Regions from separate parts of the Mus musculus genome. Here all the other regions are linked to region 3. A link is a contact called in public promoter capture Hi-C data. All regions are on one chromosome and are shown on one strand. Each heading gives the region's core, a stretch centred on a gene start, on an enhancer-like site or on the middle of the called end of the contact. The rest is flanking DNA. Distances are from core to core; before and after follow the strand shown. Region 1 has its middle 11 kb from the start of Cxcl15. Region 2 holds the start of Cxcl3 (chemokine (C-X-C motif) ligand 3). Region 3 holds the start of Rassf6 (Ras association (RalGDS/AF-6) domain family member 6).

Region 1 (2,886 bases), core at 101-2,600, 160 kb after region 3:
TACCACTTCATTTCTCTCAACTCTTGGACTGTTTTTTTTTTTTCCCAAAATGTAACCTGCTAAACTTACTGAAAGAAATCTATCTCTCTTACAATTTTACCCATCAACTGGTCTTAATGAGTTAATGGAAGAACTGGTAAAAATTAGTAGTTAAAATGGTTTGAAGCAGATAAGCTCTCGTCCTGTTATTTTCAATATAAGTAATTTCAGACAGGTGACTTCCACATCTGACTTCTGTAAAAATGTCAGAATTAAAATCTACCTTATTGATGTGACTGACAAGATCACAGAAGAAGTGTTCACCATTTGTTCCCTAGAAGTTATCAATTTTCTTTTCTAAGAGCTCACTCCCCATTCCACACTGGAACCTCTCAGATCAGTTCCCCTTTCCCTGACCTTCATTCGATGACTCTGGAGTTTGGGAATCATCAACACCAGAGTGCTTTCTCACAGCCCTCAAGTCCAAGGTATCTGAACTTCATCTACAAAAACTGTGAATTCCAGTTGTTTCATATTTAACCACATTTTGTAAAGAAAGCTTTTATATCAACAATGTCTACATATCATGCCAAAGATCATAAACCCAGCAGCTAGTAACAGAACCAAGGCAGGAAGCCAGGAATTTTAATCCTTATCTGCAAGTAACTCTCTGTTTCCCTTTCAGTGACCAAGGCAAGGTAAGGCCCATCCTGATAACACCCACCCTCTGTGAGACATAAGACATAAAACTGGCAAAAGGAGACCCTCTGTGTGGGTGACATAGGAATACTTCTTCTAGTCATTATTCCTCATGCTGACCAAGACATCCTGACTGTTGTCCCTTGCCAGTCTCCTGCAGAAGAATGTCAACTAACACAGTTTCAGTCTGGACTGTGCCTACTGCCTGTGATTTCTTTCTAGTGCCAATGAGAGAAATACGTTATTACAATGTAGTCAAATTCTTTTCATGGTAGACTTGGATTTTCATCTTCCCCTTGTAACAATAAGTAATGACAATAATGAAGAACTCATGAGTTTGAGATGGTGTTGGGGATGGCACATGGGAGTGGTAGAGAGAGGGGGAGAAAATGATGAAAACTATCAAACACATTTAAAGTAAGAAGAACATTTATTCCACAAACAGTTGATATATGTATATCATATATAAATACATATATCATATATAAATATATTTATTGGGAAAAACATGTTCATAGTAAAAGTTCAAGCAGTTCAGGGGCTATGCAGTCTGTATTAGTTACTTTTGCATTTTTGCCATGAAAATACTTGGAAGAAACAACCAGAGTGGGGCAATACATCCTTTATGCCTGTTTGAGATTATTGTGATGCGTTCTGTCACGAAATCAGGGCAGAGTGCTTGGCTTGTGGAGAGAGGAGGGTGTGGCAAAGACAGTTACATTGTGGCAGAGCAGAAAAGACAGACTTGTCTGAACCAGGATCCAAGTCCTAGCCCTCAAAGGCCCACCCCTAGTGACCTCACCCCAGCCAGACCCCATTACTGAAGGCCTCACGTCTCCCCTAATTACTCCATCAGCCAGGTGACAACCATTCAAAACATATGTATGTAGGGAGGCGTTTTAGCTTAGAACTGTAAACATTGTTAAAAAAAAATAAAACTAGAGATAAAATAAAATTTCTCCTATCCATGATCCCTCAATTATTTGGTTTCCTTGCCTAGAAATGGCTTTAGTCAGTTTTATTGTATATATCTCCCCATAATGGTCTTTCATGCACCAGCATTACACACTTATTTACTTACTCATTCATTTTCTCAGCACAGGACATAATTACATAGCATTGTACCTCAGGCATTCTGTGCCCTAGCTAGCCCATAGTCACAGACACATGGGTCGATCCAGACTTTGGTGAATATTCATACATTAATTTACTTGTACACCAGTGCAACTGTATCTGTAAGCTAACTTCACAAGCAGGAGTGTCTATTCTGAGAATCCATGGAGGTTTTAGATTTGGTAAAGATTTCCCAACCTTTTCCAAAGAGTCTCTCATAGCTCAAAATCCCTCTACTGGCCCATGGAAATGCATTTCCCAGCATCCCTTTGATGGGGCTGTGCATCTAACTTGCAGCTCTGCCAGGCTCCTGACTGACATCTATGAACTCATTGAGTCTGTATTCTTCATGAGTTATGTTGGGCTTCTTTCCATGTATCTGCAGTCACTGTTTCCTTGGAAATTTTCCCATTGATTATTGGCTCATGTCTCTGGAATGGATATGTATACTGATGAGAATAAACATATTCCTGTATAATAGACTTATTCACCATGCACTTGCCAGTTTTATTTAATTTTATTTATAACAAAGAGAGCCATGCATTTAGTATAGCTAAATCATTGGATTTTAATCCCCATCTTATACACATAGCACTTTCTGATTTCAAGACTCATTTTCCAAGTCCCAGTGTCTGGCTGGCCCAGTTGCAGTGTCCTTTGCTACAAGGAAGCAGAAGATGTTTGACTTCATCTTTGTTAGAGGTTTTTACCATTTCCTCCCAACTTCCTTCATATCCTCCTTCCCCTAATATTGGCTCTCAATACTCCCTTCAGCATCTACTCACCTTCTGTGAGAGTTTAATTCGCAGATGTGTTTCTCCCAGATGATGTCTGACTCCTTAAGAGCCTCCATCAGGATCATTGGGATCAACTTGTCCACATCTAAGAAAAACACACTCATTCATATCTTATTGGCATTTGATATTTATGGATTATTATAGGCAAAGCTGATATCTGCAATATTAAACCTAGGGATCAGATATAACTTTACCTCAGTGTGTGTGTGTGTCTGTGTGTGTGTGTGTGGGGGTGCACACGTGTCCTTCATACATGTGTGATCCAATATATGCTTCAATAGGATTTTACAGGTTTCTC
Region 2 (2,938 bases), core at 132-2,631, 150 kb after region 3:
TGGCCATTTCAATTTTTTAGTAAATCTTTGAGTAACTGTTTTAATTTATAACTTTTCAACATTGTTAAATAAGGTGTTGTAATGCCTGTAACACCAGTGCTTGAATGGGTGGCCCAGCAATTCTACCTCAAGTTCAAGGTCATCCTAGACTGTACAGTAAGTTTCAAGCCAGGTTGGATAGAGAGATCCTGCCTCAATCAATCAATCGATCAATCAATCAGTCAGTCAATCAGCCAGCCAACCAACCAATCCTTTAATCATTTTTTTTGAAAAGTCAGCCACACTTACCGTAGCTTGAGAATGGCACGTTTCCACCTCCATAAGTAGCTGGTGCCGTTTGGGTGTGTTTCCTGTGAGGAACTGGAGCCCTGGGGATGGGTAGGGAAGGAAAGGGGAGGCGAAAAGTACTGGGGTACACATACTAGCCTTAACAGTGCACACCTTCTTAGCCTTAGTGTCTAGCGCACTCTCCAGCACACCACCTCACCCTTGACCAAGGTTCTTGTTTGGTGGTGTTCTCTGAGCAGCAGTCACAATCAGGAGTTTCAGATGCTGAGGTTATGGCCTTGACATGAACGCTCTGCTCTAGGGTATGCCTCTCCATCTTAAAGGCAGTTACTAATAGCTTTTGTCAACGAATAAGAAAGAAATCGGAGTGAAAGAAAACCCAGAGAACACACGTTAGATTTTATTTTTCTTTCATGGAAGGAATTATGGCATAGAGGCAGGATCTCTCTCTCTCTCTCTCTCTCTCTCTCTGTGTGTGTGTGTGTGTGTGTGTGTGTTTGTGTGAAAATGTCAAAATACAACAAATCAAACAAATTATTAGGTGTCTAAGTTTCTAGCTTTGAAAGCTCACCGAAAACAACAATAAAGACAGAGGCAGAAAGGATGTATTCACAAGAGGACTGGGTACAAACCTCAGGTCTCCCAGCTCTTTCTGAGCTGCAAAGCCTTCACCCACAACTGTCACTTCATTATTTTTCTCTATTGGCCTCTCGCCACCCAGTGGCGGATTTCTACCTTCAACCTCTTCCCTCTTGCTCCGGTGTTTTGGAGTCTCTGCACCAAAGGTCACCCCACAGGATGTTTCTCCAGCGCAGGCACACTTGCTGTCCTTGGTGGTGGGGTGGGGTGGAATGGGGAGTAGGAAAGGGGGCATTTGAGACAGGACTCATCTCAGGGTCCCACAGTGGGCAAGAAGCGAAGGAAGGGAACCAGTAGCACACGTGTGTCCTCTACACACTCATCAAGAGCCCGGGGGTGGGGCCCTATCTTCCTTCTGAGACAGGGACCTGGAGCTGCGGGGGGAATTTCCCCAGCCCGGGCTCGGGCTCTTCCAGTCATCATGTATAAAAGGGGTTCGCAGGGCCCTGGAGCCCCAGATCTCACCACAGCCCTTCGCACCAGCTCCCGCGCTCCAGACTCCAGCCACACTCCAGCCTAGCGCCATGGCCCCTCCCACCTGCCGGCTCCTCAGTGCTGCACTGGTCCTGCTGCTGCTGCTGGCCACCAACCACCAGGCTACAGGTGGGATTCGGATTCGAGGCTGATGTTTCTGGGGAAGCCTCAGGTGGGCGCAGCCATCCCCAGCCCCTCTGACCCGGTGTCTTCTCCTACAGGGGCTGTTGTGGCCAGTGAGCTGCGCTGTCAGTGCCTGAACACCCTACCAAGGGTTGATTTTGAGACCATCCAGAGCTTGACGGTGACGCCCCCAGGACCCCACTGCACCCAGACAGAAGTCATGTGAGTGTCTCCCTGGATAGCCTCTACCATGGCCAGAATAGCCCAGATGCTCCTGCGGCCCCAAGCTCACCCCAGCAGAACCTCGAGCCTTAATAACGATCCCTACTTCTCTGTGCAGAGCCACTCTCAAGGATGGTCAAGAAGTTTGCCTCAACCCCCAAGGCCCCAGGCTTCAGATAATCATCAAGAAGATACTGAAGAGGTGAGTGGTGCTTTGTTTGCACGTGATAACCCTCATCAGAGTACTGGCTTCTATCTCTCGAGAATCTTATCAGGGAAAGTCACAGAACTACAATAGTGATTATTATCTTTACAATTATAATAATTGTTTTTGATAATTAATTAGCCTACTGTGGTGCCTGAAGGATTTTTCCAGGATCTTTTATCCCTACCTGGAGCCTCTTTCTATCGCATAAGAGGGAGATAGCACTGCTTTTTAGAACATTCTCATCTGCCTTGGCCTCCCAATCCTAGTTAGTTCTAAAAAGCAGGTCCGTGGTGTTTGGAAACAGGTTCTAATTTTTAATATTTAGTGAGGAAAAGCAGAGATTTTGCAGTGGCTCAGTATATATATATATATATATATATATGTGTGTGTGTGTGTGTGTGTGTGTGTGTGTGTGTGTGTGTGTGTGTAATATCAAAACTTTGATTATATATAATCAAAACTTATTATCTATTTCTTTCTGGAAATTTTATCTTGAAACTTAATAAAAAAAAATAGTAGCGCTTCATAAGTTAAGTGAGACCTGGTGTGACAGACAATCTGCTTCAACAGCTTTCGTTTTTTGAGACCCCAGGTCCCCTGTTCATCTCTGTCCTGTAGGAGAGCATCCGCAAGCCTGAGGTGTTTGCTCTGTGGCACAGGCATCACAGGCCAGGGTCCTTAGGGCAGGCTGTCCTCAGAAAACCCAGGAGAATGAAGGATGCTGTGCACCTAATAAAAACATCTTACTTCTCACGACAGCGGCAAGTCCAGCTGAGCCGGGAAAGGAGGAAGCCCCTCACCATGATGAAGGACCTGCATTCTAAATCAGAGAAAAGCGATCCATCCCAACGGTGTCTGGATGTGTCTTTACCTGCTTGTTTTTAACAACTCCTGAGAGTTCATACCTATTTTATTTCACATGTAAAATAACTACGGGTATAATTGCATCTACTTGCAAGATGGCATCTTATTTAATGTTTATTT
Region 3 (2,924 bases), core at 324-2,823:
TAAGCCAAACTGCACTGTTATTGCTAGATCCTATAAGCCAATAGCACAACAAATGTCAGTTGACTTGGCATTAGAAATCTACCCAAAATTCTTCAGTCAGTATCTCATTAGATGTGGATTAGGAAATTCAAATTCTATAGTGGAAAAATGAACATTTAAGACAATGATGATTTGCATTGTAAACCATTTAGCAACATTCATAAAACTCATAGCAAGAGTCACAAAAGTGTCCTTTACACAACACCGTATAATAAAAAGCCACTTCCTTGTCATTTAAGCTGAAGAGTTAGAGCCCGACAAAGCATGAGCACCAGACTGTTAGCATATAAAGAAAGTCACCATCATTTGACTGTAAACCATTCAATATGTGTTACAACAGAAGGGCTTAGCCCAGATAGTCTAATTTGATGAAAGTCATTCAAATGCAGTCTTTCATGTGAAGCATAAAGGCCAGGGCTTTACAGCATAAAATAGATAGTAATTTTCTCACTACAGATGCTTTTTATTTCCTCAGAAATAAACACCACTTTCACAAAATAAAAGTGGATAACATTTAAGTTTAAACTGGCCTTCAGGTAGGCTAAACACTTGGAAGTGAGGAGAAGCCAGGCAGTTTTACCACTACAGAGCTGCTGCTGCTCGCCCATGGTCACCAGGTCAGTCTCACAAGCACTGTTCCTCTTCCAGCATCCTCAGGGTCTGGTGTTGTCTGTCCAGCTCAGGTCAGTTTGTCCTCCCCGTCACACCCATTTTACAGATCTGTAGATTTGTGGGCGGTGACATACGATGCGATGCCGTTTGTGGAAGAACTGCCACCTGTTTAATCCCCACTAAAGTGCCCTGAGACACATGGTATCATGTTTGTTTTATAGATGCCAGACTTATGAGGCTTAGATATGGGAAGTAACGTTCAAAGTGACAAACTAGTAAGTAGCAGACACAAGGCTTGATCCTATGACTCTCCAGCTTCAGAATCTGGATGCTAACTCACAGATGCCCTTGTGATTACGGTCATCCTAACATTGTTTGGTGAGGTCTTCATTATATCTCAATCCCTTCTCAGTGAAGCTGATTTACCTTGAAGAAAGGAACATTTAACTGACCCCTCAAGTTAAAGGGTCTTTCCTTTACGATGTAGTCATGTATGACAAACTTGAAACACAAGAAGCAGCTAAGGTAAAAGTCAACGAGCTGGCTCTTTGGGAAAGGGGAAGGCAGGGTGGTCTTGCTGCTCCAAACGCCCCTCCCCACTACTGTGTCCTAACCCCCTCACGCGCTTACCTTCTCCAGGAGAGTATTCTGAAAAAAAAATTCTGATTTAAGGCCAACTCACACTAGGGCTCAGGTTGCGCTGATGCACGCACGGGTTTACGCTTCCTGACTATGGATTTCAGTTTCTCTAGACCGCTCTCAAATGCTCCCCGCACCCCTACCTGGTGTGCCTGTGTGTGGACTGAGCGGGGCTCTTCGCTTCAACCTCCAAGTTCACCTGCTTTTGTGCCGGGCAAAGGAGACTCTTGTGACCAAGCAGCGCGGAGCCTGAGGTGGCGAGCTGTCCCTTACAGTAGTGGGAAGGCGGAGCTGCCTGCGGGTGACAAGGCGTCCTTGTCACTCACCTGATCACTCACCTGCTCCGAGCCGAGGCAGGCAGTCAGGGTGGAGGACACATGGCTGGCCCCACAGTGCTGCTCCAGGCAGAGTTTCGCAGCCCCAGCGGCAGTTAATTATTACAAGGTTGCCCATCGCAGGGGGTGTGAGCAACCTGAGCCACGCCCAGTGCCTCAGTGCATGTTGGGAGTGTTTACTCTGTCCTTGCGGCCAGCAGGTACCCTGCTCTCTGCAGTAGTGGACTGATGGTGGGGACCTTTGTCAGTGACAGGCTGCAGGATCTTTGCTAGCCAACTGTGCTGCAGATAAACGGCTCCAGCTAGGACTCTGCGTTTTGTCTTTGAAAAGTTAAGTTGTCTTTCAGCTTGTGATTTCTTAATTTTCTTTTCCTTAGTCTTGGCTTTCTGCCAGCACCTTTGCACCCAAGACTTTTTTTTTTTTTCCTCACACCCTTAGGGTGTGCCAGAACCTTCCAGGCAGCTTGCAACATCAGGGCTCATGTGCCTGGCCTGACCACCTGACTTAAATTGGGTCTTGGGTAGCCGTATTATTATTTTAAGAGAAGGTGAGGCAGGCTTGACTTGTGTTCTCTGAGGTGGAATGCTGACTGAACTGAAGGTCTGACAATGACGCTAGAGCCCCAGTGCTTGTTTGATGTGTCTATACGGTGCCTTCCATAGGATTCTAAACTCACGCAGAAAGGGTCAGACAGTCGAGTTAGCCTGTGGCCATTGAAAAAGGTGAGGGGCTTTGAGATTTAACAGGCATTGGTCAAAAGAGGTATCGGCCATCACTTGTACTAGCTTGGCCACGTTGGCTCACAGTATACTGGTGTGTGGTTGCTGGCGTGGACTGACCTTTGGATGATAAAGAACAGGACCTGCAGTGTTTACAGCTCTGCTTCTACAATGTCTTGCTCAGATCCTGGCTGCACCCAGTCGCCCGTGCTCAAACGGATCTCCTGTTTGTTTTCAGTGTCTGGGCAACACTGGGTTTCTGCCTTTATCTGCAGCCTTCCCTTTAAATACTTTATCCTCGTGTAGATGTATAGTTTTTCTGTAGACTGTAAAGCCATATAGCATGCACAATGTGAAAAATTTCAAAAACACAGAAATGAAACAAAAATATTTACAAATCTATCTCTGGAATAAAATTATTGTAAGCAGCGGGCTGACTGTCATGGCTGACATATTTACTCTGGGAACATATCTGAAGGTGGCTGCATAGTTTGCTCTTCTATAACTTATCTTTATCTCATAAAAGATATTGTGAACAATTTACCATATGTCAGGGTGGGTTAATTTTTTTCTTACAAT

What was found. Promoter capture Hi-C pulls out the DNA fragments that hold promoters and counts their contacts.
Region 1: a contact with region 3 is called in a promoter capture Hi-C map of the C10 cell line. The contact joins the enhancer-like site here to the promoter of Rassf6 in region 3. A contact is called at or near these places in 9 of 39 promoter capture datasets (the C10 cell line, the HPC-7 cell line, the SN4741 cell line and 6 more), 1 of 115 datasets of contacts at active chromatin or transcription factors (pancreatic cancer cells) and 5 of 9 other capture datasets (adipose tissue, embryonic stem cells, liver and 2 more).
Region 2: a promoter capture Hi-C map of the HPC-7 cell line shows a contact between it and region 3. The contact joins the promoter of Cxcl3 here to the promoter of Rassf6 in region 3. A contact is called at or near these places in 10 of 39 promoter capture datasets (the C10 cell line, the HPC-7 cell line, the SN4741 cell line and 6 more), 2 of 115 datasets of contacts at active chromatin or transcription factors (fetal liver and pancreatic cancer cells) and 5 of 9 other capture datasets (adipose tissue, embryonic stem cells, liver and 2 more).

Annotation. Positions count from the first base shown.
Region 1 is chr5:90,804,106-90,806,991 of GRCm38.p6, forward strand. No RefSeq gene overlaps it. Among named protein-coding and RNA genes, the nearest start is that of Cxcl15, 11 kb to the left of the region's middle. Within about 2 kb of position 1,351, at least 6 of the 459 cell types and tissues checked have an H3K27ac peak or open chromatin away from gene starts, as enhancers often do. A contact at or near this core is called in adipose tissue, where this site is marked.
Region 2 is chr5:90,784,720-90,787,657 of GRCm38.p6, forward strand. It overlaps Cxcl3 (chemokine (C-X-C motif) ligand 3), which reads left to right and starts at 1,382. Exons shown (of 4, transcript NM_203320.3): 1 at 1,382-1,530; 2 at 1,623-1,746; 3 at 1,865-1,948; 4 at 2,714-2,938. The coding sequence starts at 1,452. The coding sequence ends at 2,729.
Region 3 is chr5:90,638,954-90,641,877 of GRCm38.p6, forward strand. It overlaps Rassf6 (Ras association (RalGDS/AF-6) domain family member 6), which reads right to left and starts at 1,574. Exons shown (of 11, transcript NM_028478.3): 1 at 1,434-1,574.